Linked DNA regions of Mus musculus: regions 2, 3, 4, 5, 6 and 7 are each linked to region 1. Evidence: chromatin contacts called from public ChIA-PET and promoter capture Hi-C data. All regions are on one chromosome and are shown on one strand. Each heading gives the region's core, a stretch centred on a gene start, on an enhancer-like site or on the middle of the called end of the contact. The rest is flanking DNA. Distances are from core to core; before and after follow the strand shown.

Region 1 (3,586 bases), core at 797-3,296:
ACTTACATTAACATTTCTACCTTCAGAGGAACACCATAGGTTCTGAACTCAGACATCTACATCCCCTGTTCATAATTAACTAGACCCAAAGTGTGAGAGTTGAAACCACTTCCTCCAAGTCTGAATGTGTGGTACTCACTGGGTAGAGCCAGACAGGGAGACTGAGCACAAAGGGTGAGAGGCCGGATGTGAGCTTCCAAAGTCAACCTTGAAGCAGACAAGTGGTACACCTCCAGGGTCTTCCAAACGCCAGCCCAAGTGCTTGCTATCCATGGCCCCAGTTTCTTAAATAAAAGGGCTAGGCAGCATTGCTGGGCAGACCAGAGCACATTTCAAAAGACTTCACTCAGCAAAGAGGCCTTGGACTTTAGGGAATCCAGTCAGGCTGCCTCACTCGTGTTAAACAGTTTGATTCTGACTCAGACACAAAATTCTTCTGATCCCTCATCAATTTATCCTGTCTCAGGTATCAGTAACTATCCCCCAAGAAGAAAAGGGGGGAAATGAGGGATAGGGGAAGGTTCCTTGAAAGTATAGCAACTCCTAAAACAGCTGAAATAATCCCCCCCACCACCACCTTAAATAGAGAAAACTGCAGTTGCCACTCAATGCTACCAGTCTGTAAACACAGCTAAATGCCTGCACCTGCCACCCGGGATCCGGGAGCCTTCATTTTTTGGTAAGTGTGGCAGAAAAGACTAAGAGATCAACTGCTTCACCAGAAAGAAAGGGACGCCCCAGGGATGAGACACAAGAAGCATGGTGCCCTGGGTACTTTATGTGTCTCTCCTCTATGAACTGAAAGGGCTCTTTGTGTCACACACACACTCACACACACACACACACAGAATGAGTCTGATTTATTAGAGGAAGGAGGGGCAAAACGGGTGATTTTATTATCCCTCCTCCCAGTGAGTCCCAGCAAACGCCTCCTGGGCCCAAGCTTGGTGGCCTCTTTCTAGCTCAGTCAGTCCCTGTGGCCTCAAAGATAAGAGAGCCTAGAGGAGACCAAACAAAACCGTCTACCGACCTAGGGAAGTAGGGAGGAAATCCAGCGTGTCGAGAAGGGAGGAGAAATAAGCTTGAGAGAGCAAAAGGGGTGGGGGGACAGAGGAAGAGGAGGCAAGGCCAGACACAGGGGAAAGGGGAAGGGTGGGTGGGTGGTAGCACAGGAAGGGTGAAGGGGAGGGTGGGGGAAGTGCAAGGGAGGTTCCAGAAATAGGCAGGAGGATGCGCTGGGGAACGGCAAGGGCCACCGAGGGAGGAAGCCGAGAGGTGGAGGAGTGGGGCAGGGGTTGGGTGGGGAGGAAAGCAGCACGGGGCATCAATTATTAAGTGATTACATCATCCCTGACATTAAAACAACACACACAGCCCTGGTCCCCGCGGGGGGCCGCGAAAGGAGGGCGGGGGCGGAGCTGGGCCAACCTCACCCCCAAGCCAATTCCTATTTTCCACCCGGCACCCGCCGGCGGCCGAGGAAAGACACCCCGGTGCCTGCGCAGCCTCGGGGCGGCACCCCGCATCAGTGTCCTGCGTCGCGGGGCGCCCTGGAGGCTGCGCGGCGGGACCGCAGCGGGAGCAGCCCGTGCGGGGGCGCTGGGCCGGGCGTCTCCGCAGCATCCCGAGGCTCCGCGCATCCCCTGTCGCTTACCTGCTTGGCTTGGCGCTCAGCTCCGGAGCACATTCACATGGTCCTCTCCCCGCCCTCCTCCGGCGCGGCCCAGGCGGCTCCCGCGGCTCCGCGGCGGGGCCCAGGAGCTCGTGGGCCTCGCGAAGCGCCGAGGGGGCGGCGCCGGTGTCCCCGGCCCGGCAGCCCGGTCCCTCCCTGGCGCGGGTGGCGGCTTTGTGTGTGCCCGGGGAGTCCTCGAAACGCTCCGGCTAGAGGCGGCCTCGCTGAGCTCTTGACCAGCGGGCGGGTCTCGGAGGCCCGGCGCACGGCGACCCCTCCTCCTCTCTGCGGAGCCCCCTCCCCGCCGGCTGCGCTCCTGACAGATGGCGCAACTGCACCGACGCGCCGCCGCCACCGCCGCGGCTTCTCGCAGCTACTCTCGCTGATGCTCGGGCTGCTCCGGATCCCGAGGGGTTCGAGAGGGGGCGGGACACGCCCTGAGACTGTCAGGTCTTTCTGCCCTATCAAAGGGCCCGCTGAGGGCTGAGCGCCGGCAGCCATTGGTGAATGCGTCGGAGGCGGGACGGCCATGGGTGGGGCCGCCGAGTGGGTTGAGCTTTACAGTGGTGGCGGGCAGCCTGCGGTGCGCACGGCCACAGGGTGTGTGAGAGGATGCGAGGTTGGCGGAGAAGGAAGAGTTGTGTGTCTGAGGATCGTGTGGAGTTGCGAGTTGGTGAGGTGGGCAGGAGAGTGCGCAGGGAATGAGCTGCTTTCCACTTTGCCAGTGGAGACTGGCACCTGCCACTCCAGCCTCACAGCCATGGGAACCTATTTCTCCAAAGAGATAGCCTCGCCTTTGAGAGTGGGAGGATAAAATGGAAAGGTGTTAAGAATGGCGATGGCAAATTAGGGAAGTGAGGAGCAAAGTAGAGAAGTACCATTGCAGAAACTGGGAAAGCTAGGACCAGCAAACGCACAACAAATAGTAAGAAATTAATGACTTGTTAGTCTCATTTTCTTGGGTACCCAAATATGCTCCCCGCCCCCCCCCCCACACCTACCCCAGGAAAAGTGAAAGAGAAGTATGACTGAAATTCAAGGGGCCTGCAACAAAGAGTCCCAAAACCACCCAGTAGAGATTGCTTGTGCTTTTCCCTAGCTGTTTACCAGTGGCCATTGCTCGTCTGGCTCCTTGGGGCATTCAAACTTCTCTTGGTTTTCTTGTTTTCGCTGGTGGCTGAGCTGAGCTTTTTGCTCAGATTTTCCTTGACGAAATAATAGCCGGGTTGGTCTGCAGTCTTTATTTCCGATTCAGCTTTTCTATGGCAGGATGTAACTTCATAAAAAGAAACATTTTGCCTTCCTGATTTTCTTTATAGGCAATTCCTGTTTACTGAGAACTCTGTTTTAAGACATGTTCAGAATCATTTTCTTTAATGATTTTGGTAAGAAACTCATCCCTCCCCCTCAGCAAATCTAATCTTCTAAGAAGTAAGTTTAAGCGAAGCAGCCTTGGCTTCCTTAGGCGCTCAAGGTCTGTGTTATCTTTCCTGCTCAGTACATTTCCCCTGTAGTTTAAAAATACCAGTCTCTTTTGCTGACTTTTTTTTCTTTGTCTTTTCCGCAGTGCTCTTTTGAGAAATTTGCTGCTATTCAGTAAATGATCCTCATGTGATGGACGAGGAAACTGAGGACAAGAGAAGGTGACACTGAGGAATTCCATGTCCGATCTCTTCCTGAAACCTGGAGCAGATGGTACTAAGTCACTCCATTGTTAATAATTTCTTTGAGAGGAGTCTCATTTTTGGCATCTGCAGCATAATAGCTTCTTCACGTAATTAGTGGACCAATAAGAGGCAAAATGATTAAATGACAAATTAACCAACTCCCAGCAAGACTCTGTTCTGTTTTTTTCTCTTTACTTACTTTTGAAAAAAATAAATAAAAACAAAAAAACAGGAAAACCCCACAACT
Region 2 (3,586 bases), core at 496-2,995, 980 kb before region 1:
CAACATTATCAAATCACAGCACTGGGAAGGAGGGGCCCCAAGGAGCACTTTAAATCTGAGGTATGGTGATAATCCGGCTTATCAAAAATGCCCCATCACAATCCTTAAGTCTCCCTTTTGTATAGTCTGACAATCGTTTGAGTCTAAGTTACAGAACCTAAGGGAAAGGAATTCCTTCCAGAAAGGAGCCAAGGTGACAACTGGCTTTAAACTCACCATTCCCAGGCCTGAAGTTTGGTTCCACCGGGCCAGCTCTTACAAGCCAGTCTGACCACCGGCCCGAAGGGGACATTCTCGATGCTTTATCAACTTGTCTTTTACTGATATAACAATCCATAAAGACTTCCCAAGAGATTCCTACAGATCCCCTCAACTAAGGAAACGGCAATCCAGGCTCAAGCCTGTCACTCCGTTTTCTGTTCTTGGTGGTCTAGGTTCTCAATAAACACTACCAAAGCTCACAGCCATTTGACAGAGGCTAAGAACTTGAAGAAATCAAGATTTCTTCCTGAAGAAAAGAGAAATGGACCAGGTTTGGTGGCATACGCCTTTAATGATAGTACCTGATTAGCAGAGGCAGGCGAATCTCTCCGTTCCAGGCCAAGCAGGGCGCACAGATACCCTATCTTAAAGGGGGTTGGGGGGAATTAGATAGCCAAGATATATCTTATACCTAAGATAGCCAAGAGGCAGGAAAGATAAGCAACCAGAGAACACTTAAATCTTGTAATATACAATTTATCTCTCTCCAGGGTCCACCTTCAGAGTGCTGAATTCAGAATATTAAAATGTGGGAATCGGGAGCAGGATCGGGAAGTCCCCAGGTAAACATCAGAGATGAAGTCTGGGTTGGCAAGGAAGTCAGACCCAAGGGGCCAGCCAGGACCCCAAGCGCTGCGCCACCAGACAGGAGGCGCCCCCGCGAGCTTTCAAACCGCCGCCCCGGGAAGGCGCTGCGCCGATTGGAAGTTCCACCACTACCGTCACCAGCACAGGGCCAAACCGGTAACTCTTCAGCCAAGCCCTCCGGAGGGTCCCCGGGGACCAGACCCCTAAACTCCACCTCCAGGCGCGGTCTCCACCCGCCGCCCGCTGTTAATCACGCAGCCGCGACTCCAGGCGGGACCGACGCCCCCGACGGGGCTGCGCCGTACGACTTCGAGGGGCGCGACCGGCCAGCGGGGGGCGGCAGCACCAGTGCCTCCGAGTTAGCCCCGGGACGTCGCTCTGCGACCCACGCCGCCTCGTCCCGGGAGCTCCGACCCACCCAGCCCTCCGGGGCTCCGCAGCGGAGGGGACGGGACGAGCCCACTCCCCGCTCGCGCTCTTACCCATCTTTCCGCCTCGCCTTGTAGACATGCCCGTAGGTGCCGCGTCCCACTTTGCACCCTTCGTACTCAAACAGATCCTCCACCCGCTCCCGCTCCGCCGCCAGCTTCGCCTTGAAATCATAATCCATTGTCTGCTTCCCCCATAGAGAAACCGGGACGCGGGGGCCGCCGCCACTCAGTCCCTCCTCCACCGCCGCCGCTCCACTTCTCCAACAGCCGTCGCTCGGGCGCGCGCGCGCCGCCCGCCGCTCCGCGGTCCGCCTTCAGCAAGGGACTCCTCGGCGGCCGCGGCAGCCACCTCCTCCGCCTCCTCCTCCTCCGCGGCGGCGGCGGCGGCTCCCGCAGGCATCTACAGTCCCGCCTCCTCCCTTCATTTCCTTGTTTTGGAACCTGGTGGGCCGCGCCGCGGCTTTCTCGAACTCATTAAGGAACCAAGCGTCCCGCCCCAAGGTCGCGAGCCATTCTGGGAAATGTAGTTCAAGAGGGCTCGTGAGTTGTGCTACCTCCTCGGGAGCGGGGAATACAGTTCCCAGAGTTCCTGGGGCCTTTTGGGCCACGCCTCCACAAGGCATGTACGCCTGCGCTCTGCCGCCGCCCCACCCCCTCAGCGCGCGACTGCTGTTCCTGTAAACTGTAGCGCAAAGTTGCAGCGGGATTTTTGCGAGCCCGTGGGAGCTGGCGGGAAGGACACCTTTGCTGAGCTAGGAAGTAGATACCCGGCCCTGACTGTCATTAGGCTAGAAAAGCGGGAAGCACCTCACGAGAGCCTTGCTCTAGAGCTCATTCCGGCGCATCCGGAGCTTAGGACTGGGGTTTAGACAGTTGTACTACACATTGTTTGTTTTCTTGGGCAATTGATCCTCTGGTTGCCCCGCCCCTTGCCTCGGCTTATTGGCAGAGACTGAAGAGTGACGTCCGCTTTGGTGCCTGGTTATCTCCGGCTTTGGCTGTTTTCCCGCTCTTGATTGGTAATTGGATGTGCTCGGTTCTTCCTGATAGGTTAATCTTCTTTCTTTACGATGCAAAAACCGTATTTCAAAACCTGAAGATTCAGCGGTTTCCCAGCTCTTGCTAGGGGAACCGTGTAACTTCTACGGCCCACAGCCAATCATCTTTTTCTTGGCGCTCTAGTCGGTTTTATCCTAACATATGCGGGTGCGGTAGCCTAGCTTTAGCCATCTGTCTGAGAACAATTAAAGCGCTTGGAAGATTGCAAAAATGCAGCGTTTTAAAAACAATCGTTTTTGCTGGGTAGTAAAGCGTGTTTTACAGTAATGGCGAGGCTCACCTAGGGGTTTAAGGTATTTATCTTGCTCATGACGTTGATTCGTTATGGTGTCTGAGGCTCAGAACCCATCACCTCAAAGTAGTACTGTAAGAACTTAGAAAGTGCCTTACTAAAAATGTGACCCACTGCATATTGATGGCTTTTAAACCGAAAAGAAATTGAGATCCATTCGACACGCGCGTTTCAGCTCTCTTCCACTACCTAAAATAAAAGGCAGCATTTTATAACAAGATTAAATTTAAAAGGGAAATTTGATAAGGTGTCTGTGTCAAAAAGGCAGCTAAGCTATCCATAGACAACATTATTGCTGGGGAGACCATCTAAACAAAGAATCGACTTGTTATTTCCTCTTTATTTCCTTCCCTCTCCTTCATTTATCTCCAATACCTACTAAAACTTCCAATTCTTGTTCCTCTCTGTATGTCATGAGCTTCAATCATCAGGCCTTTCGATTTCATTGTGTAGGACTCCCGTGCGTACATCTATAATATGAACTGTAAGGCACAAGGCACAGTGATAAAATCGGCAGGATGACTGTTAGGCTAGGTGGGTAGCCGTCATGAAGAAAGCACCATGAGCTTAAATGTAAAGAACGAACAGGGCCTTGAGGAAGTGAGAGAACAGAGACCATAAAGCTGCAGGCAGGACAGCCTGCGCCCCGGTCACAAAATGATACATTAGGAGAAAGCAACCAGTTTGAGTCCTGCAAGATTAAGCTAGAAAGAAGGAATGGATAAGACAAGCAAATAAGGAGGTGTCAAACTGTGAGTCATGCTCGTTGGTTTTATGTTTCACTGTTCTGTAAGTAGTAAGTTCTTCACGAGCTGGAGAGATGGCTCAGTGGTTAAAAGCACCAGCTGAAGGTCCTGAGTTCAAATCCCAGCAACCACATGGTGGCTCACAACCATCCGTAATGAGATCTGACGCCCTCTTCTGTTGAGTCTGAAGACAGCTACAGTGTACTTAG
Region 3 (3,586 bases), core at 302-2,801, 930 kb before region 1:
AGTAGCATTTATTAAATTTTGTCCTTATCCCTAGTTTGAGTTGGATGCTTTTAAAAACATGGCAAAAGCAATATACGTATCTACCTCATCACACGGGTTCTTTCTCAACAAATTTCATAGAGACATGTGAATCCATGCTCTTGTAAGACAAGAGCTCGTCTTCAGGGTATGTATGAATCAAATTTCAACAGTTGCAGTGGATTTCTCTAGGGATAATAGGAGACGGTCCCTTTGTCTTGTGACTATAATCATTTTTAATTTTATGAGCTTGGTGACTTTCCCCCAGTGTTTCCAAGTAACTAATAACTTTGTTAACATCTTTTGCTTCTTAAGATTAAAAAAAAAAAAAGAAAGAAAGAAAGTGGCCTTGTCCCAGCTCCCTCCCCCAGGCTGGTGTGAGTGTGCAAGTATGTGTGCAGAGCTTGTGTTTCATACTGCAAATATAAATAAAGGAAGATAGCAGAAGAAAAAAAAAACAAAACAAAATCCTACTTGGATTTGACCCCTAATTTATACTTTAGATTATCATTAGTGAAAACTCTTTGCTACCCATTTACATTATTATTATATACTCGCGAAGATCCTTTTTAGGCATTTAGGCAATTTTAGGCAAATTTGTAAATTTGCGTGGTACTGGTGGTTGTGAGGAATACTTTCAATTAGTTCACCCCTTTAAGAATAGCCTAAGAAAAATATCAAATAACCTCGTATTATACTTAATAAAGCTAGTTCCTAGGAAGTTTTGCAAACTAAATATCCACCAGTTGACCTAATGGAGTACGGGTTGATAGGTGTCTGCTGGAAGGCGGCCAACTCCTAAGCTAGGCTAGGCACACGGTGGGGGGTAGATAGCGCCGGAGCCCTCCAAGGCTGGGCGCCACGTTGCTTTTCTCTTTTCTCTTTTGAAATAGGAAGACGACGCTTCTGGCTATTGTGTAAACCCGTGGAGAACTGCCTTCATTCCCACATCAGATAAAGCACAAGCAGAATTAAAGCGCATTCCAATCCGACCCCGGGCCACACGTACGTCACTGACAATTTTATTGCCTAGGCTGCGTTCGTCTCGTGGAAACACGTGAAAAAATGGTTTAAAAAAATTTTTTTTAAAAAGCCAAAAACCACCTCGGCTTGAAACGAGAAACCGCACAGGATCAAAGCACTACGCCAACCCAGCAGTGGCCACCGCCCCCGCCGAGCCCCGCGACACCCCTCCAGACTCCCTCCTGTTTTCTGCTAACCAGCTGTGTGCAGCGTGGGACAGCCTCGCCTGTCTCCCGCTCTCCCCACCAGCTCCACAAGTAATCCCAGATTCCCAAGTCCCCAGCCGGACAACAGAGCGGTCTCCCGCTCAAGGGACAGCGGCAGCTCCATCTGCAACCAAGCTGGTAGTCCCCTGCACTCCCCGTGGGCCCACCGCCAGCCAGCCGGCGTTCGGCGACGTTTGACTGACACGAAGCGGTCCCTATGAGGCCCTGAGGGCGGGGCGATGGCGTCACTTCCTGGCCTGTCGGGGAGGATGCTTATATAAGGTCTGCGCTCACGCAGAACCCTCGCTTACACAGTATGGCCGGCGACATTAGCTAGCGCTCGCTCAACTCTCCTAACGGGAAAGCAGCGGACTACAAGAGACTGAACTGTATCTGCCTCTATTTCCAACAGACTCACGTTCAACTTTCGCTCACGAAAATAGCCGGGAAAATTTTATTAGTCCTTTTTTTAAAAAAAAGTTAATATAAAATTATAGCAAAAAAAAAAAAAAAAGGAACCTGAACTTTAGTAACACAGCTGGAACAATCCGCAGCGGCGGCAGGAGCGGCGGGAGAAGAGATTTAATTTAGTTGATTTTCTGTGGTTGTTGGTTGTTCGCTAGTCTCACGGTGATGGAAGCTGCACATTTTTTCGAAGGGACGGAGAAACTGCTGGAGGTCTGGTTTTCCAGACAGCAGTCCGACGCAAGCCAGGGATCTGGGGATCTTCGTACCATCCCAAGGTGGGTGCCTGGGCCTGAGGGCGGCTCGCCGCCGACTGCGAGGCACGAGTCGCGGCCTCAGGTGGGGCCAGGTCGGCGGGCGGGAACTGGCTTCTCCCGCCGCCGTTGCGGGGCCGCCTGCGCCGCCTGGGGGAGGGGAGGAGGCCGGCGCGGCCGCGTGCTCAGGTAACGTCCCCGGCGGACGGCGGGGCTGGGCTGACGGGCTCCGGCGGGGGGCACGCGGCCCTCCGGCAGGTGTGGCTGGGTGAGGGGCGGGCGGAGCACGAGCTGGGTGGGCCTGGGCCGCGGGGCGACCAGCAGGCCTCCCGCCGCGGGGTAGGCGGCCGCGCGTGGCGCTCGCTCGGGCGGCGGGATTGGGCGGGAGCGGCCGTGTCGCAGTGCCGGGCCCCGCCGACGCCCGGACGTGCCCTGCAGCAGAGCGGGGCGCCTCGGGACCCTCCGCGGGCTTTGCCCGGGAGGCTCCTGACCTTGGGCTGTGTAACCTGTTACGGAGGCGAAGTCCGGGAGAGCGCAGCGGGGTGCTGGAGGGTTTGCCTGCTTCCCGGGGTACAAGCCTGTCAGCCCGAAGATCTATTTTACTTAATGCCTTAAGCTGGAGCAAAGGAGACCTGCGGGCCCCCTGCTCACACCCGACACGGGAGGTGGTGCGGAGAGTTGCTAGTGACCTCGCTGGGAGAGTCGAGCATTGAAGCGCGGATGACACTGAGGATGCATGGACCCGGCGGCGGTGACACCAGCCTCCCGCTTTGGTGGCCGGTACCCGGGCTCCGCCGTGCTCCGAAGCGCACTAATGGGACTAGAGTGGCGGAGGAACCGGCGTGGTCCGGTTCATTGAGAGGCGGACCAATGAGCTCCTGGGCCCCTCCGGAGCCTGGCCCCAGGGTGTGGACCAATGGGCGTTTTAGGAATGTTGGCTGCGCGGTGCAACCGTCCTCTGACAAAAAGCGAGAAGAGAATCCCAGCGGCCACGTGCTGCCGAGACTTTAAGGCACACTGGGAAACGCAGTTCCTACTAGTTGCTGCAGACGTTTCCATTGTAGGGAAAAAAATGTACCCGAAGTGCTAAGGTCTCAGTTTTCGATCCTCATGTGAAGTGTGTGCCATTTTCAGTTACAAACCCTTGACGTTTTCTCATAGTAAGCATAGAGAAGCTTACCTCTTTTACAGATATGGAAAGCTGATTGTGATAGGCGTCTCGGAAAGCTGGTGCTTCCAGGATTATTTCCTAGAAAATCTTGGTACGACCTGAAAGAGGGGTACGCAAGGAAATTACAAAAAACATTTCTTGTTGATAAAGAGAAGATTTTCGTTCTCAACTTAGTTGGAAGTACCAGAGTGGGATTCTAAAAATAGATCAGAGGTTAAGGGTCCTAGATACTAGATAGTTAGTTGTCCAGGGGACCCGGATTTAATTCTCAGCACCCACATTGCAGCTCACAACCATCTAACTCCGATTCCGGGGGATCTGACGCCCACTTCTGACTCCTGAGGACCCTGCACATCTGTGGGGCACGTATAGGCAAAATAGCCATAGGCTAAAATAATAATATATATTAATGCTAAAATATATTGATTAAAGTGGCTCCTGAGTAGAGG
Region 4 (3,586 bases), core at 655-3,154, 890 kb before region 1:
TCAAGGGTTTTGAAGGTTCCAGGCCCTACAATTGAGCTACATTCCGAGTCTTGCACTTCATTTTCTCATACAAGTAAAGTACAAGTTTAAAACAGAAAAAACAAAAACTTACTGTATCTTACTCTTATGTAAGTGCAAAATGTTCATTTCTGAGACAAGATGTTACCTCTAAAGGCTCTTTTACAAGAACTCTGCTATAAAACATATTTTTAAGCCTGGTATGGTGGTGTATACCTTTAATTCCAGCAGAGGCAGGAAGCTCTCTGTAAGCTCGAGGAAAGCTTGGTCTACAAAACGAGTTTCAAGACAGCCAGGACTGTTACATAGAGAAACCCTCTCGAAAAACTAAAACAACAACAACAACAACAACAAAAAGGAGAAAATAAAAATTCTCATATAAGTTTTCCAAGTAAAAGAGCAAGAAGGAGCAGATTGTTAAATCACTTGTCGCCTCCTAGTGGCAGTGTCTTAATATTGCGACCACTATCACATTTAATATTCTTTATTTACTAGTTCAGGTTAATAGCCTTCCTCATAGATTTTTTTTTCCTCTGCAAGGAGCTTCAGTCATGCTTGCAGAAGACCTAAGTTTACTTCACACACAACTACTAATAGGACAAAATTCTTTCCTGTTTTGTTGTTCATAAGCACTTAAAATTTTTCTTGCAGTTAATGGTCTCGTGAACATTATAACTACATTCATACTAAGAACAAGAAAGGCAGGTCAGCCAGGCTGTAGTGAACACCCTAAACCCCAGCACTTAGGAGGCTGAGGCAGGCAGAAAGCAGAACTTGAGTTGGAGGTCGTCTGGGACCATACAGAGAGGAATGACCGGGCTACACAGTATAAGCCATGTAAAATACAAGAGGAAAGATATCCATTTAGTAGCTCAGGACCAAAGCATCTACTCTAACTTTCAACTAAATATAAAAGAAACCACTCAGACTGTGTCCTCTCCCTCTCAACCCTCAAGAGAGTTGAGAACGATCATCAATGGCAGATAGCAGTTGCAAAATGCAGCACTAAAAGCCGGCTTCACGCTCAGGAAAGGACACTCTGTCTCCTCCTCGTGGTTTCGGGTGCTCTACACAGTCAGAGAAACTTCTCTAGTAACAAACTATAGAAATGATCCCTGAAAGTATAGTCTTAGTTTAGCGTTGCCAGCCGCCGCGAGGCCACCTCTGACAGCACATTTTTAACTAATGGTGACATTCCCCACCCGCCCCCCCCCCCCCGCGAAAACCCCGTAATATTCTCCTAAGGAATACCATACACATGCACTTTCGAAGCTGTGTTCGTATATTATTTTGCAAAAAAAAAAAACAAAAACAAAAACTCATTCTGAATACTTATGACTTGTAAACTAACTCAGAATCAAGTTCATAATTAACATATTGAGGATAATAGCCAATCACACGCCAGTGTCTTCAGTCATCCTAAGAAAATCACTTCCGGACCAGTTTTAAAGGGTGGGTGCGGCTCCTCAGGCTGCGTTTTACTTAAGATGGGTGTTGATTTGTGTCCTCTGCGGTCTGAATTCCACCCTGTCCCAGTAGCGTCACTGCTGGGTTTGTGTTAACTAAGTAGCCACTCTGGCCTAGAATTTGCATTAATCCTCTCCCTCCCGCGTCCTTAGATGTTGGGATGAAAAGTGGAGGCCACCATTGATCCTCTAGTCTCCTTCGGCAGACAATAAACGTGAGGTTTTGTTTTATAGTGGAGGCAGTTGATTACGCTCATCCTCAGCTACTTACTGAGTTCAGTGTAGCCTGAGCTCTATGAGCCACGTTCTTCAAAGTGGGGCTAAATACCCTAAATTCCCGAAGCTCGGAGCGTGTCGAGTCTCCACGTGGGACCCACTTACGGAAGCCTGGCGTCGCCATCTTGCTTTCTGGCCGGAAGCCGGACGCCGCTGCCCGTATCCAAAATGGCATCCACAGGGGGCGTGGCCAGTGATGGCGTCTCCGAACGCTATGGCGGCGGCAGTGGATCCCATTTGGGAGGACTTGGAGGAGGAGGAAGAGGAGCTAGAGGAGGTTGTAAGCGAGGGTCAGAGGCCTGCGGCGCGGGCGGTCTTGGTTGAGCCACCCCTGGGTGGGGAAGGGAGTCTGGGATGCGGACGGAGGGAGGGAGGCCGGTAGACAGCTCGCTGGCTTTCCGAAGCCCGAGAAGCCGTGGAGGGCTAGCTTCAGTTCTGGTTTACCCATTCTAGAAAGAATCGGTTTCCACCAGAAACTGGATCGAGTTTTCACAGAGAAATTTGGGGCATTTCTTATTTACTGCCCCTTGTCTACCTTATTAACTTTGCTTTCTTCCACCAGGAGCAGTTTGTTCTGGTAGAATTGTCAGGAATCATTGATTCAGACTTTCTCTCCAAATGTGAAAATAAATGCAAGATTTTGGTGAGTCTTAGAATTCGGGGAATGTTGTAGATTTTCTTAAAGTTAAAACAAGACTAAAAGGTGATATGCTTGTCCACAAAGAGAGAGACGTTCATCCCACCTTACAAAGCAGTGATCAAACGCTCCAGGCTCATACCAGAAGAGTAGGTTACAAGGGAGGGATTCTATGGGAGCAGAGAAAATGCCTGACTGCTTCTTCTTCACTGTCTGAATGTGTGGCTGGAGAGAAAGAGCAAAACACCTTGTATGAAACTTCTGGGGGACTTTCAGGACAAAGCCTAATCCATGCTGTTAAGCAGTGCCTGCCTTCCTTGTAGTGGGCGTGGCCTCAGTTCTATCCTCCAATAGTACCACAGTTGAGTGTACTAGTCTGGACGCAGACTCTGGTCTAAGTGTGGATATGTATGCAGTGTTGCCCGGCCGGTCACCAAGTACCCATGTCACCTGCTTCACCATGCCTTTGGTGTGTCTTTGGCTCACTCCTCACAAGCCAATTAGGAAAAAATAGCATGAGAGCAGGCTGTCCTGGTGCACACCTGTAATGCCGGCACTGGAGAGCCCAAGGCAGGCGGATCCGAAGTTCATTGTCATCCTACCCCCCAACTCCCCGGAATGCCCTGGAACTCACTTTGTAGACCAGGCTGGCCTCGAACTCAGAAATCTGCCTACCTCTGCCTCCCAAGTGCTGGGATTAAAGGCGTGCGCCACCACCGCCTGGCTCATTGTCATCCTTAATGATATAGTAAGTTCTAGGCCACCTTGATCTACAGAAAGCCCTGTCTTCAAAATGCCTGGAGAAGACACAGTTTAAAATATTACGTTATTGCCTGATGATGATACATACCTTTAATCCCAGCACTCATGAGGCAGAGGCAAACGGATCTCTTAAGTTTGAGGCCTGCTTGGTCTGCAGAGTGAGTCCCAGGACAGTCAGGGCTGTTACACAGAGAAACCCTGTCTTTGGGGGATGGGGGTAGGGATGGGGGATAAAGCTGTTATCAAAATTTTTGGGCAAAATCCTTGGCTTCAAATATTTAAACAGGTTAATTTCTGCCACTTACCCCAACATGCCAATCAGAGATGAGTAGTGTGGTGTACATAGCAAGTTCTAAGACAGACAGACAGACCCACAGAGAGACCCCGTCTCAAAACGACAACAGAAAGTCCACTCAGGCATGGTGGA
Region 5 (3,586 bases), core at 347-2,846, 770 kb before region 1:
CATGGCAGCATCCAGGTAGGCATGGCACAGGAGGAGCTGAGAGTTCTACATCTTCATCTGAAGGCTGCCAGTAGAATACTGACTTCTAGGCAGCTAGGATGAGGGGTTTTAATGCCCATACTCACAGTGGCACACTTACTCCAACAGGGCCACATCTTCTAATAGTGCCATTCCCTAGGTTGAGCATATACAAACCATTACAGCTCCCTACCTTGATGATAATGGACTAAATCTCTGAAACTGTAAGAAAGCCCCCAATTAAATGCTTTTTGTAAAAAAAGAGTTACCTTGGTCACAGTGTCTCTTCACAGCAATAGACAGTGACTAAGACACCAAAAGAATTTGAGGGGTAATATATATCCAAGCTATTGTGCTATTTTAACTTAATCTCTAAAGCACCCACATTGCCCTGTATTCCCAGAACACTCCTCTGGACCCTCCCCTGTCTTTGGTTTCTTCTCTGTTTCTTTGGCTGGAAGGCTCTTTGCTTGTCCTTGTCCACAGAACCATGTGGCTAATCATAGCTCAGCTCAAACTTACTTTCTTACATACTATCCTTTTTTGGGGGGTGGGGTGGGGGTATGGGGGTAGTTGGTTTCAAGACAGGGTTTCTCTGTGTAGCTTTGACTGTCCAGGAACTCACTCTGTAGACCAGACTGGCCCAGAACTCAGAGATCTGCCTGCCTCTGCTTCCGGAGTACTGGGATACAAGGCTTGTGCTCCTACCTCCTAGCTGATGTCCCAGTGTTTAACCCTATTGCACCCCACTTTCTATTTCTGGACTGTTTTTACTTACTAGTTTAGGACAGAGAGAAGCAAGAATGTGATAATCACAGTTATTGTATAACCCACCACACTGGTGCTTAAGTAACTAGCATATTTTGATTTTGTTTGGAGTGAGTAATCTAAATATCTGAGAAATTAAGAAGATACATCAGAATAAGATGCTTCAGGGGGCAGAGGAATTGAATATAAGTGTTGGTTCTTTATTTAGTGTGAGGACAACTTGTGAAGTTTAAAAGTATTGCTTTCTAGCTGCCCGTCAAAAATGTTTGTTAGTTGAAAAATTTAGAATCACAGTCTGTCTTCCAAAATGAGCATCTTCATTGTGCCAAGTATTCAAAACAAACTGTATGTTCGCGGAATTGGAGTAATTAAACAAGGTCTCTGATTCCTGAATTGCCTTTTAAGTAGGTACGTGGCATAAGGAATCTTTTATATTATAACTAGCACAAAAGGGACAACAAATATGAAATTTAAACTGTCATTTGTGACTCTCTATTCCAGTGAGGGTAAGCATTACCTGATCGATTGATCACCTTCGCAGGCCACACGTAGGAGACGCTCCCCAAGAACTTCTAAGGTTAATGCTGAGAGGAGGTGACATTACTCCTGGAGGTAGCTAATTTGGCGGCACGCCTTCAAGCGCGCGCGCGCGGGCGGTCATTGGACACCCCTCACGGGGCGGAGCCTCCGCTTGCGGATGCCCAATCACCTGTGGGCTCAGGGTGTAAGGCCCTCTGGTGGCCACGCCCCTAGGCGGTGCGGGAGGGCGGAGGGGCGCTTTTAAGAGGCGGCTGGAGGCCGGCGTAATCAGGCGCGAGGGGCAGCCGGTGTGTCAAGTCCTCTGGCCGCCTTAGGCGGTGTCTGCGGTGTGCGCCTCTCGCCCGCCCGCCCGCCCGCCTGCCCGCGGCTCCAGTGTCCTCGCCTCGGCCTCCCTCCTCCGTCCGCGCGGCTGTCCCAGGCTCCGCGAGCCACCCCGGGACCTTGCGCCCGCAAGCTTTCTCGGTGCCCGACGGGGCCGCCTCGGGACATGGTGCCGTCCCAGGAGGAGCCCGCCGCCGAGCGGGAGACGAACGAGGCGCAGCCGCCCGGGCCCGCGCCCTCGGATGACGCTCCGCTGCCCGGCCCGGGACCCTCGGATGTCTCCGACGTGGCCGCAGAGAAAGTGGAGGTGGAGCTGACGAGGTCAGCGGGCAGTGAGCCCCCCGTTCCCCCCGAGGGCGGCTGGGGCTGGTTGGTGATGCTGGCGGCCATGTGGTGCAACGGGTCGGTGTTTGGCATCCAGAACGCCTACGGGGTGCTCTTCGTGTCCATGCTGGACACCTTCAAGGCCAAGGACGATGACAACATGGCCTTCAAGACAGGTGGGACGTTGCTGCGGGCCGAGGGGAGGAGGGCATGCGGGGTGGGAAATGGGAGCTTTTGGTGCGTCCTCTTGTGTTGGGAGGGTGTGAGCTTTGAGCCTGACCCGTCTCACTTGCAACCTGCAGCTTGGGGCTTCCCTCTGCCAGTTTTGTATGGAACCCAAAGGCAAGCAAGTTGCAGAGTTGTACCTGCCTGAGGCTTTGGACTCCTCCTTTCTGCACAGTGGGCGCCAAGAATCCACAGTACTTTCCTCTTAGTGGTGGGAAATAAACTGAACGTTCCAGCACCAACAACACTGCATTATCACTTTTACAGTCTGCTTTGTGACCGCCACGGTGGTGTGGTTATCTGCCTGCCATGCTGCAGAAGGAAAGGTGTGTTTGGGTAGATGCAGCGCAGGCCAGGACGGGAGATTGGCAAAATGGAAAAGTGGATCCCAAGGTCACAGGGAGTCCCAAAGGCAGCCCATTAAAAGTGGTAGTCGGTTGTCTCTCTGCACGCTCTACTATATTTAGACAGCATAGGAGGCAGCCACGTGGGATGGTAAGAGGAAGATAAGGGGTTGGACCTTCTGTTATGTTGACGTTTTTTTTGCCTTGTGGAAATAAAATGCAAAAGGTGCAGACTCCGCATTTTTGTCAAATGCTTTCTGACTGATTATGCAAAAGTCAAGTCTAGGACCGTCTGCATAACATTTCCCCCATTATTTCATCTCATGCTGCCGGGCAGGTGTTGTCAGCTCTGCTTGGGTGAGAAAATGGAAAGTCAGGGAAATGAAGTGTTTTAGTGAGGACCAGAATAAAGATAGACCTCATCGCCTGACTTGGAGACTGAGAGTCTCTTTGCTAAATCGGGCCACTGCTGCCTTTTGGGAAACTTAATAAGATCAATAATTTCTGTGTTTCACTCTGCTCAGCCTGGCCTTGAACTCAAGATCCTCTTGGCTCAGTTGGGATTATAAGAACATTCTGCACCATACTGGGCAATAATAGTCTTTTAAAAACTACAGCAGGGTCTCACTATTTAATTCTGGCTGGCCTAGAACTCACTATGTAGGACAGGCTGTCCTCAGATTCACAGAGACTTGCTTCTGCTTCTCAAGTGATGGGATTACAGTCATGTAAAAACCCCTTTAGTTTCTGTTTTTACAGTGTGTATTGCTTAGATTTTTGGTGTACACATAAAATAAACAGGATTGTAATTATAAATTGGAAGGTTAAGATGGGGTGGAGGAGAAAAATCCCTTTCTCTTTCATTCATTTCTTCCTTCAGTGCCAGGGATGGAACCGGGCCTTGGGCATGCTGCTCAAGGGCTGCACCAGTCCTCTACATTTAAAGCGATTTCTCATCATCTGAATATATTGTAATGTATTGTACTTTATGCATTTTTTTTTTTTTTTCTGAGACAGGGTTTCTCTGTGTAGCCCTGGCTGTCCTG
Region 6 (3,586 bases), core at 801-3,300, 660 kb before region 1:
GCTGAGCATGCACAGACCAGAGGTATCAGGGAGTCCCAGCTCAGGGTGGACTGTTGGGAGAGGGACAGTGGAGTGTGAGGGTGAGCTATCTTTAGAATGATTTTTAAAAAAGACAGAAGACTCTGAATTAGAGATTTTTAAAAACCTGAATTTTAAGAGTCTATGTTTATATTTATCTATAAGAGACTGATAACTTTCAATCCTAAATCTGATACTGTGAGTTATAATTCTCAAGTTAGGCTTTATGAGTAAGTTAGAATCAGTTTGTTTTCACTTAAAAATTATTTTATCCTGCTTAGGGCCAGTGTAGAGGAATTTTAATCCAGCAACATGGCTGCTCTGGCCAGAGATCACATTAGCTTAGGAAAGGAAAAGAACAGGTCTGTGTGAATTGCCTGGAGGACACACTTTTAATCCCTCTGACCGGAATACAAACCTGTCTTTAGTGCACACCTTTAATCCCAATCAATGACATCTACTTGAGGGACAGACAAAGTGATGAATCAGAGAAAGAGTTGACAGAATGAGCCAGAGATAGGATGCACCCAACTGACAGGAAAGGAGCATCGAAGAGACTGGGGCTGGGCCAGAGGGAGTGAATCAGCTTAGTCCGTTCAACTCCTGCAGTGCAGTTGAGTTCAGCAGAGTTCATTCATGAGTTCCGTTCCATTTGTGCAGTGCATGCAGGCCAGCAGAGCCAGAAAATAAGGAGCCAGAAGATTAGAACAAATTGCCAAATTGTTAGAGGCCAAGCAGAGCGAATCAGTGGGAAGCTGAGAGAAGCCAGATTGAATCAGTCAGCTTGGAGAGGAGTTTGAGCCAGAAGAGCTGAGTTGAACCAGCCAGCCAGAGTTCAGAAAGAACTGGAAAGGGTGAGTTTATGCAGCAGCAAATCTAAAGCATTCTAGATTAGATTGTATCTAGGCTAAAAGTTTCCAGGCCTAGGGCTAGGGATACATAGAACAGAGAACGGAAATCCGTGGGCTCAGCCCAAGCTGTGTATTCGCACAGCTGTGTATGGCTCTCTTTTCATCCCATCCCATCATGAGGAAATAAATGTTTCTTTTACAGGCCAGTAACATTTTGTCTTTTTGTCGTATTTTTTATTTTCCTGATTTTCTCAGTGACCTGAGTGGTCAGCATGTTCTGGTATGTCAATATCTACTAGATTAAATGACATCACAGATTACAAACTTTTAGCCTTTTTAAAATGCCATTAAACATAATGACTTGTTCTGTAATTAAAATTAAAATTTATCAGATAATAAGCAACCTTTAACAGAAGTCAGGTTTTCTCCAAGTGGATAATTTACAGGAACATGGTTGATTTTGTTTGTTTGTTTTAAACAAAACAAAACATTCTTCCAGCTTTCTTCTTGACCATCTTATGAAAGAATGTTTTTCTCGGTATAAGTGATCAGTAATACAGAGATCAAGGAGGTTTTCAGGTGGAAAGAGCATTTTTCAGATAGATGATAAAGTTACATTGTTGTGTAACTTGAGTATAGCAAACGGAACAAATCCCGACAGCTGTACAGCCTTTCTCAGGCATTGCCAGGCTCTAATCATTTGTGGAAATTTGAACTGCCGTGCTTTTGAAACCACAAATTTGAACCCACACATGTGTCTTGAGCTATTTGGCCGTTGACTAGGCCCGTGATTGCTGACTGATCTTGGGGAACTGTATGTTCTCTCTGTGCTTGGATTCTCTCTGGACACCCGGGCTAAGGTGAGAAAGGAGCGTGGGGAGGATTGATGTGGCTCCAGGAGCCTATTCCGGAGCTTCAGCAGGTATCACTAGCCTGAAAGTTGAATAAAAGACCTGGAAAGCTCAGGTGTGGACGGAGGGTAGGGGTGGGGCGTGTAAAGACGACCTCCCAGCTAGCACTGGCGTGTTCCCTCAAGAGTTAGCAGCACACTTTATAGAAGCAGTAGCTAGGCTGCAGTAGCAGCTCTAACACGCGCTGAGCTCCGTTTCCTAGGCAACCACCATGACTTCCGGTTTGACTCCAGGTTGGCTAGTGGCCTGACTCTGTCACGGGAACCGCCACGATTCTGCAAGATGGAGAGTGAACATAACTCGGTGGCCAGCTGGGGCCAGGGTCGAAGTCCAGCCGCCGGAGGTCTTGAGTCAGGACGGTCCCTGGGGACAGTGCTATCAGGAGGGACCTCGGAGACTGGAGGAGCCTGAGTGCCGAGCCCCAGAGGGTGCACCGGCCCCCAGTAGCTCTCCGCAGCCGCCAAGCTGGAGCTGGACGTGAAGACCGGGAGCGTCGGGCCGGTGGCTGCGGCACAGAGGCTCCACCAGGCGGAGACCCGGGCGGAGAGCGAGCAGGCCACGGTGGCTTCCCGGCGGAGTGGCCGGACCAGGAGCGTGCTGCGCTGGTTCTCCACCGCGGTCATGTATGCCGCCTTCCTGGGGCTGGTGAGAGCCGAGGCTGCACCCCTCCCAGGCTGGGGCGCGAGCCTCCTGCAGGGGACCTGCCCTTCCCAGCTGGACTCTCACATTCGCTGCCTGCATGTTGTGTGACCTTGATCGCTGGGGCTTCAGTTTCATCCGCTTAACACATAGGCACTATTCTAATCACCGAGGGTCACTGTCAAGAGCGCGGGTGATTTTTGCCTAACATGATTTCCCCCTACAATCTATCTTTGTAGGGCTCCTCTTAGTACTAGGGAGACAAAAAAAGAGAATGCCAGGATCTGTAGCCACTGTCCCCTACACCTTAATTATTATACAGAGAAATACTTGGCTGGGGTGGGGGCTCTCTTTCTAGTGGCTTGATTAAATTACACCAACTGCTTGATTTTTACAGATTTTACAGATATAATGGCAAGAGCAAAATGACTTTTTCTTGTTCATACAAATGTTTAAGCGGTTGAGTCAAGCGCAGCCCTTACTCTGGTACAGCCCTCTTCAAACTAACTTCCATTGTATAAGTGATTTTCATGGAGCAAAGTACAAGGCTGTATGCGCTTTTTACAGATCCTGGAGCTACCCCCAATTCAGTGTTTGTGGCAAAGCTCCCCATTCCCTATCACTTCATGGTTGTAGGCCAACAGGGTCGAGAGGGTGAGTCCCCAGAGGAGAATAGCTTACTCTCTTCTAGACTCTGAGCCACACTCATTTCTTAGATTGTACTAATGGGACGGGATAAAGAAATCCCTGCAGATGCTTACTGAGCGCTCGCTCCCTGGGCTGGGTTTTGAGTCTTTGGAAGACGTGAAGTGTTTTCACTCTTCGTGTGTGAGCTACTTATTGCGAACCTGCGCTCACTCTGGTTCGTACCAATGCTGTCTAGGTAAGGTGCACAATTAACTTTGGAGCACAATGGTACAATTAGAATCGGTAGTTCTTGAAATGTAAGTCAATTAGAAGCTTTAGTTAAGGGATTTCTTCTAAGTTCCAATTTATTAGCCTGTAGGTCTTGTTACTCCTATTAAAAAGAAAAAGCTGGAAAAGTTCATTTTTGCTTCTTCTTTATACAAAGTGATGTTGCAGGAACATCTGAGTCAGGACTTAAAGACAGAACAAGAAAGTCAAGTTCAGAAGGAGCAGATTTTGATAGTAGGTCAGTTATCACTG
Region 7 (3,586 bases), core at 471-2,970, 530 kb before region 1:
CCCCCCTCCCCCTGCTCACCAACCCACCCACTCCTGCTTCCTGGCCCTGGCATTCCCCTATACTGGGGCATAGAACCTTCACGGGAAAAAGAGCCTCTCCTCCCTGACTAGGCCATCTGCCCTTAAAATTTTTGTGTTCTAAAGGTCCCACTAAAAATTTCAAAACACACACTTTGAGGCCAATCAGAAAACATCTGAAATAGTCTAAGCAAGAAATGAAGACAAGCAGAGTAGGAATGGAGAGGAGTTGGACGCCAATTTAAGAAACCTTTCCGAGACAAACAGGGAAGAAGTTAATGATCGTATGATTGAAGATAGAAAGTTGGTTTATGGGTAACAAGACCAAGTTTTGTAGTAGCTTGGGAGTCTAAGTAAGAAGGGATATCAGAGACAGAAGTGTAAGTGGAAAAGAACTTCAGATAAAAAATAGAATGTGATAACATTTGAGGCTATGGTCCCTGTGGTCAAATCTGTAGTCACATAAGAACACGGTTTTCCTTTTTCAGCTAGCATAGCTATTTGGCAAAGACAGACTGATGTCCAAGTCCATTCAACAATGGAATTGCCTGCAGGTTAAAATAAGTGTGGGCATGTGGGACCCGATTTAGAGCGTTTCTCCCAGGAAGGTAAAGCCCCTGGACGTTCCCCAAGCTTGTTTTCCCTGATCTCTAAAAATACAGCCAGAAAGAAGCTCTTTGTTCTCTATAGCCAGCAAAAAGCCTTTGTTTCTATACTTTACAACCAGAGATGCCTGCCTTCCTGTGCTGAGGACACGGAGATAAAAATTCAGAAAGAACTCACTCCCCACTCCTGCCTTATAAATTTCACCAAGGATACCCAGAAGAGAAGAACTCTCCTCCCAACTCCTCCCAACTCCTCCCCAATTCCTCAGCTAGCTGTTAAAAGCCCCCTACTGTTACCACTAAGGGTCAAACTCCCCTGCCCTGCACGGAGGAGGGACATCGGGACATCGTCCTCAGCTAGCTGATAATAAAACCTCTTGCAGTTTGCATCAGGTGTGGTTTTCTCTCGAGTCACTGAGGTGCTGGCCAGCTCATCCCAGGACTTGAGCGGAGGCCCAGCTTCGGGGGTCTTACAGGCAAGTGCATGCAACTCGTTTTGTCCCAGATTCTTTCTTTAGCTATTGTTTCACCATTCAGTAAAGGCCAGCGGGTTGTTGTCTGGCCTTTAGAAGCTGCTACTCTAACCTAATATTCCTATTTATAGATGGGACTGCGGTGGGATTCTGAGTGTTGTGTAAACTAACTGAGATACTTCACGTGTGAGTTTACACGTAAGGATCCATAACTATCTGTTCAGTGAGAAGCTGACGTTCAACATTCTTGTACGTCTAAGGAGCAAGGGCAACAGTTTGTAAATCATGTAGAGACAAGACCTTCGGGTTTCCAGGTGACCCAGGAGGCTGCGGAAGTTGCCATCTTGCAGTTCCAGGCCGGGTTTCTTCCAACGTTTTGCAACTTTGGATCGTCTTGTGCATGGGTTGCAGCTTGTACATCTTTGGCCTACATTCCCCAGGCCGGGGAAACTCACCTAATTGAGACTTCTCACCTGGGCCAGGCTGTCCGATCCCCAAGGCAACCACATCAACTTCCGGTTTGAGGAAGTCTCCTGATTGGCCGGCGGCTTTATTTCCGGCCTGTGATCCATGCAGGCGCTCTGCTACCGTGAGGGACACCGCGCCTGCGCGGCGGGGAGGCTCCGCTCCCAGGTCACGCTCGCGCGGGCAGGTCCTGGCGTTGTTGGCTCCCGGGCCGGGCGGGGCCGGGCACCTCCCTGCACACCGGAGGCCTGGTGCACGGAGCACGGCAGGTGGAGCCGCCACACTGGAGTTGGAGCTGGAGTTCGGAGGGGCGGGAGGGCAGCGGCTCCTCCCAGCCGGCCCGGGCGCAGAGAATGAGTCAGAAGCGGTGGCCTCCGTGCGGAAAGGCCGTGCCCAAAGCGTGCTGCGCTGGTTCACCACCGTGGTGCTTTGTGCCGCCTTCCTGGGGCTGGTGAGAGCTGGGCCCAAACCCTCCAGGCCACGGCTGGAGCAAGCGTCCTGCAGGGAACGTGGTCTCAGTGCCCTGCATCGTGCGTGACCCCTGGTGTATATCGGTTAATCCTCCTGAGTCTCAGTTCTGTCATCTGGAAAAACGGGCAAAATTAATACGTTTCCAGCACGAGCAAGCTAAGTTTCCTCCGGAAAACGGGGAGATACAAGATGGGGAGCCTGCTCCCCTTCACCCACTCACTGAAGCTCTAAATTGATCCCAGAAAAGCAGCTTTGAGGGGGCCTGACCAAATCCAACCAACTGCTTTATTTCGCAGATGGAAAAAAGGGCCCAGAGAAGAAAGTGGCTTTTCTGGTTAAATGATAGTATCAAGGACATGTTGCTTACCCTGTACACGGCCCTATTTAAATCAAGCCTTTAGATACTTAAATGATTTTCTTCACTCAAGTGCAAGAACTAAAAACGCCATAAAGACAGTGTTCCCCAGTGTAGCACCTGCTGCTGACCCGAAATGTCCTTTTGTGGACCAGATGGCTGTAACTCATTGTGTAGATCAGGATGGTCTCAAATTTCAGAGATCCTCCTGCCCCTGCCTCCTGAGTGCTGGGATGAAAGCTATAAACCACTGACCTAAAGTGATAACTTTTGACTCGAGTGCTATGAGAGCTAAACCTTTGACGGAGTCCCTTCTGGTCCCTCAATTGGAGCTTCAGTTTCTTAAAATTATTTTGATGGGAAAGTAGGGAAGAAAGAAAGCGTTGCAGGTACTGGAGCCCCTCGTGTGTAACAGGTATTGCAAGTGATTGCAGGAAGATCTGAATGAACATGCTGTGGCCCTGTGTGCTCCTGGTCTTTGTTCTTGGTTGCTGGTGCTTGGGGCAGGGAAACCACACGTGGGTTGGAGCAGAACAGTGCAGCACAATCAGGTTTTGTTGTTTGTTTATTACGTACAGGGCGCTGGCTGGCCCAGGACTTCATGCTAGGCTTTCACCCAGCTGTGTCCCCAGCCCACAATCCACAGTTCTCAAAACTCAGAAACGTTTCCTTAAAGGTTTTTAGGAACTTCATCTAAAACGCAAGTCTTTAGTTCTTGGCAGTATCTTGTGTAACATCTTATTGTTAAAATCATTCTGTCCGTGTTATATTTTGCTAAGAAAGCCTTACAGCCCTTACATCTCCTGATAGCTTTGGAGTGTGAGGAAAACTGTAGATTAGATTATTTATCGTCAGCATTAGACAGTTCAAAGGGACAACTTCTTGTGTGCCAGAAATATTGGCATCTTAGTGTAAAAATCAAAATTTGGTGCTTGGTAATTAAAAATTTTTAGCAATTAAATTTCGTATTTATGCATGTAGCATATTTGAAAATATAAGTATATATTTTGAGAATAGTTTGTTACATTCTAAATCCTTGTGCAGATGGTGTGCGTCGAGGCCAGAGGTGTCTTGCTCAATTGCCCTCCACCTTATTGACAGGGCCTCCCACTGAACCTGGAGCTCACCCATTCAGCCAGACTAGCTGGCCGGTGAGCCCTGGGGATCTCTTTCCTTTTTCTTCGGTGTGGGGTTCTAGG

The links. Promoter capture Hi-C pulls out the DNA fragments that hold promoters and counts their contacts. ChIA-PET counts read pairs in DNA pulled down with a chosen protein or histone mark.
Region 2: a promoter capture Hi-C map of pre-B cells shows a contact between it and region 1, with 2.5 times the contacts expected there. The contact joins the promoter of Cdk19 here to the promoter of Fyn in region 1.
Region 3: a promoter capture Hi-C map of pre-B cells shows a contact between it and region 1, with 4 times the contacts expected there. The contact joins the promoter of Amd1 here to the promoter of Fyn in region 1. A contact is called at or near these places in 1 of 39 promoter capture datasets (pre-B cells) and 1 of 115 datasets of contacts at active chromatin or transcription factors (bone marrow-derived macrophages).
Region 4: a contact with region 1 is called in an RNA polymerase II ChIA-PET map of memory CD8 T cells, with 28 read pairs. The contact joins the promoter of Gtf3c6 here to the promoter of Fyn in region 1. A contact is called at or near these places in 1 of 39 promoter capture datasets (pre-B cells) and 3 of 115 datasets of contacts at active chromatin or transcription factors (embryonic stem cells and memory CD8 T cells).
Region 5: a promoter capture Hi-C map of embryonic stem cells shows a contact between it and region 1, with 3 times the contacts expected there. The contact joins the promoter of Slc16a10 here to the promoter of Fyn in region 1. A contact is called at or near these places in 3 of 39 promoter capture datasets (embryonic stem cells, pre-B cells and stem cell-derived epiblast-like cells), 1 of 115 datasets of contacts at active chromatin or transcription factors (memory CD8 T cells) and 1 of 9 other capture datasets (embryonic stem cells).
Region 6: a contact with region 1 is called in a promoter capture Hi-C map of cranial neural crest, with 4 times the contacts expected there. The contact joins the promoter of Mfsd4b1 here to the promoter of Fyn in region 1.
Region 7: an RNA polymerase II ChIA-PET map of memory CD8 T cells shows a contact between it and region 1, with 61 read pairs. The contact joins the promoter of Mfsd4b4 here to the promoter of Fyn in region 1. A contact is called at or near these places in 3 of 39 promoter capture datasets (cranial neural crest and embryonic stem cells), 2 of 484 Hi-C or Micro-C datasets (embryonic stem cells and forebrain) and 4 of 115 datasets of contacts at active chromatin or transcription factors (embryonic stem cells, memory CD8 T cells and stem cell-derived neural progenitor cells).

What each region holds. Positions count from the first base shown.
Region 1 is chr10:39,368,259-39,371,844 of GRCm38.p6, reverse strand. It overlaps Fyn (Fyn proto-oncogene), which reads right to left and starts at 2,046. Exons shown (of 14, transcript NM_001122893.1): 1 at 1,655-2,046. Gm31616 (predicted gene, 31616) reads left to right here and starts at 2,233. Exons shown (of 2, transcript NR_168583.1): 1 at 2,233-2,350; 2 at 3,240-3,586.
Region 2 is chr10:40,347,467-40,351,052 of GRCm38.p6, reverse strand. Cdk19 (cyclin-dependent kinase 19) reads right to left here and starts at 1,745. Exons shown (of 13, transcript NM_001168304.1): 1 at 1,332-1,745. The coding sequence starts at 1,459.
Region 3 is chr10:40,300,153-40,303,738 of GRCm38.p6, reverse strand. It overlaps Amd1 (S-adenosylmethionine decarboxylase 1), which reads left to right and starts at 1,551. Exons shown (of 8, transcript NM_009665.5): 1 at 1,551-1,990. The coding sequence starts at 1,881.
Region 4 is chr10:40,256,030-40,259,615 of GRCm38.p6, reverse strand. Gtf3c6 (general transcription factor IIIC, polypeptide 6, alpha) reads left to right here and starts at 1,904. Exons shown (of 6, transcript NM_026113.5): 1 at 1,904-2,037; 2 at 2,323-2,403. The coding sequence starts at 1,957. Rnu3a (U3A small nuclear RNA) reads right to left here and starts at 1,148; the gene lies at 937-1,148.
Region 5 is chr10:40,140,264-40,143,849 of GRCm38.p6, reverse strand. Slc16a10 (solute carrier family 16 (monocarboxylic acid transporters), member 10) reads left to right here and starts at 1,596. Exons shown (of 6, transcript NM_001114332.1): 1 at 1,596-2,147. The coding sequence starts at 1,814.
Region 6 is chr10:40,023,732-40,027,317 of GRCm38.p6, reverse strand. It overlaps Mfsd4b1 (major facilitator superfamily domain containing 4B1), which reads left to right and starts at 2,050. Exons shown (of 4, transcript NM_144821.4): 1 at 2,050-2,425. The coding sequence starts at 2,402.
Region 7 is chr10:39,897,340-39,900,925 of GRCm38.p6, reverse strand. It overlaps Mfsd4b4 (major facilitator superfamily domain containing 4B4), which reads left to right and starts at 1,720. Exons shown (of 5, transcript NM_001384225.1): 1 at 1,720-2,012.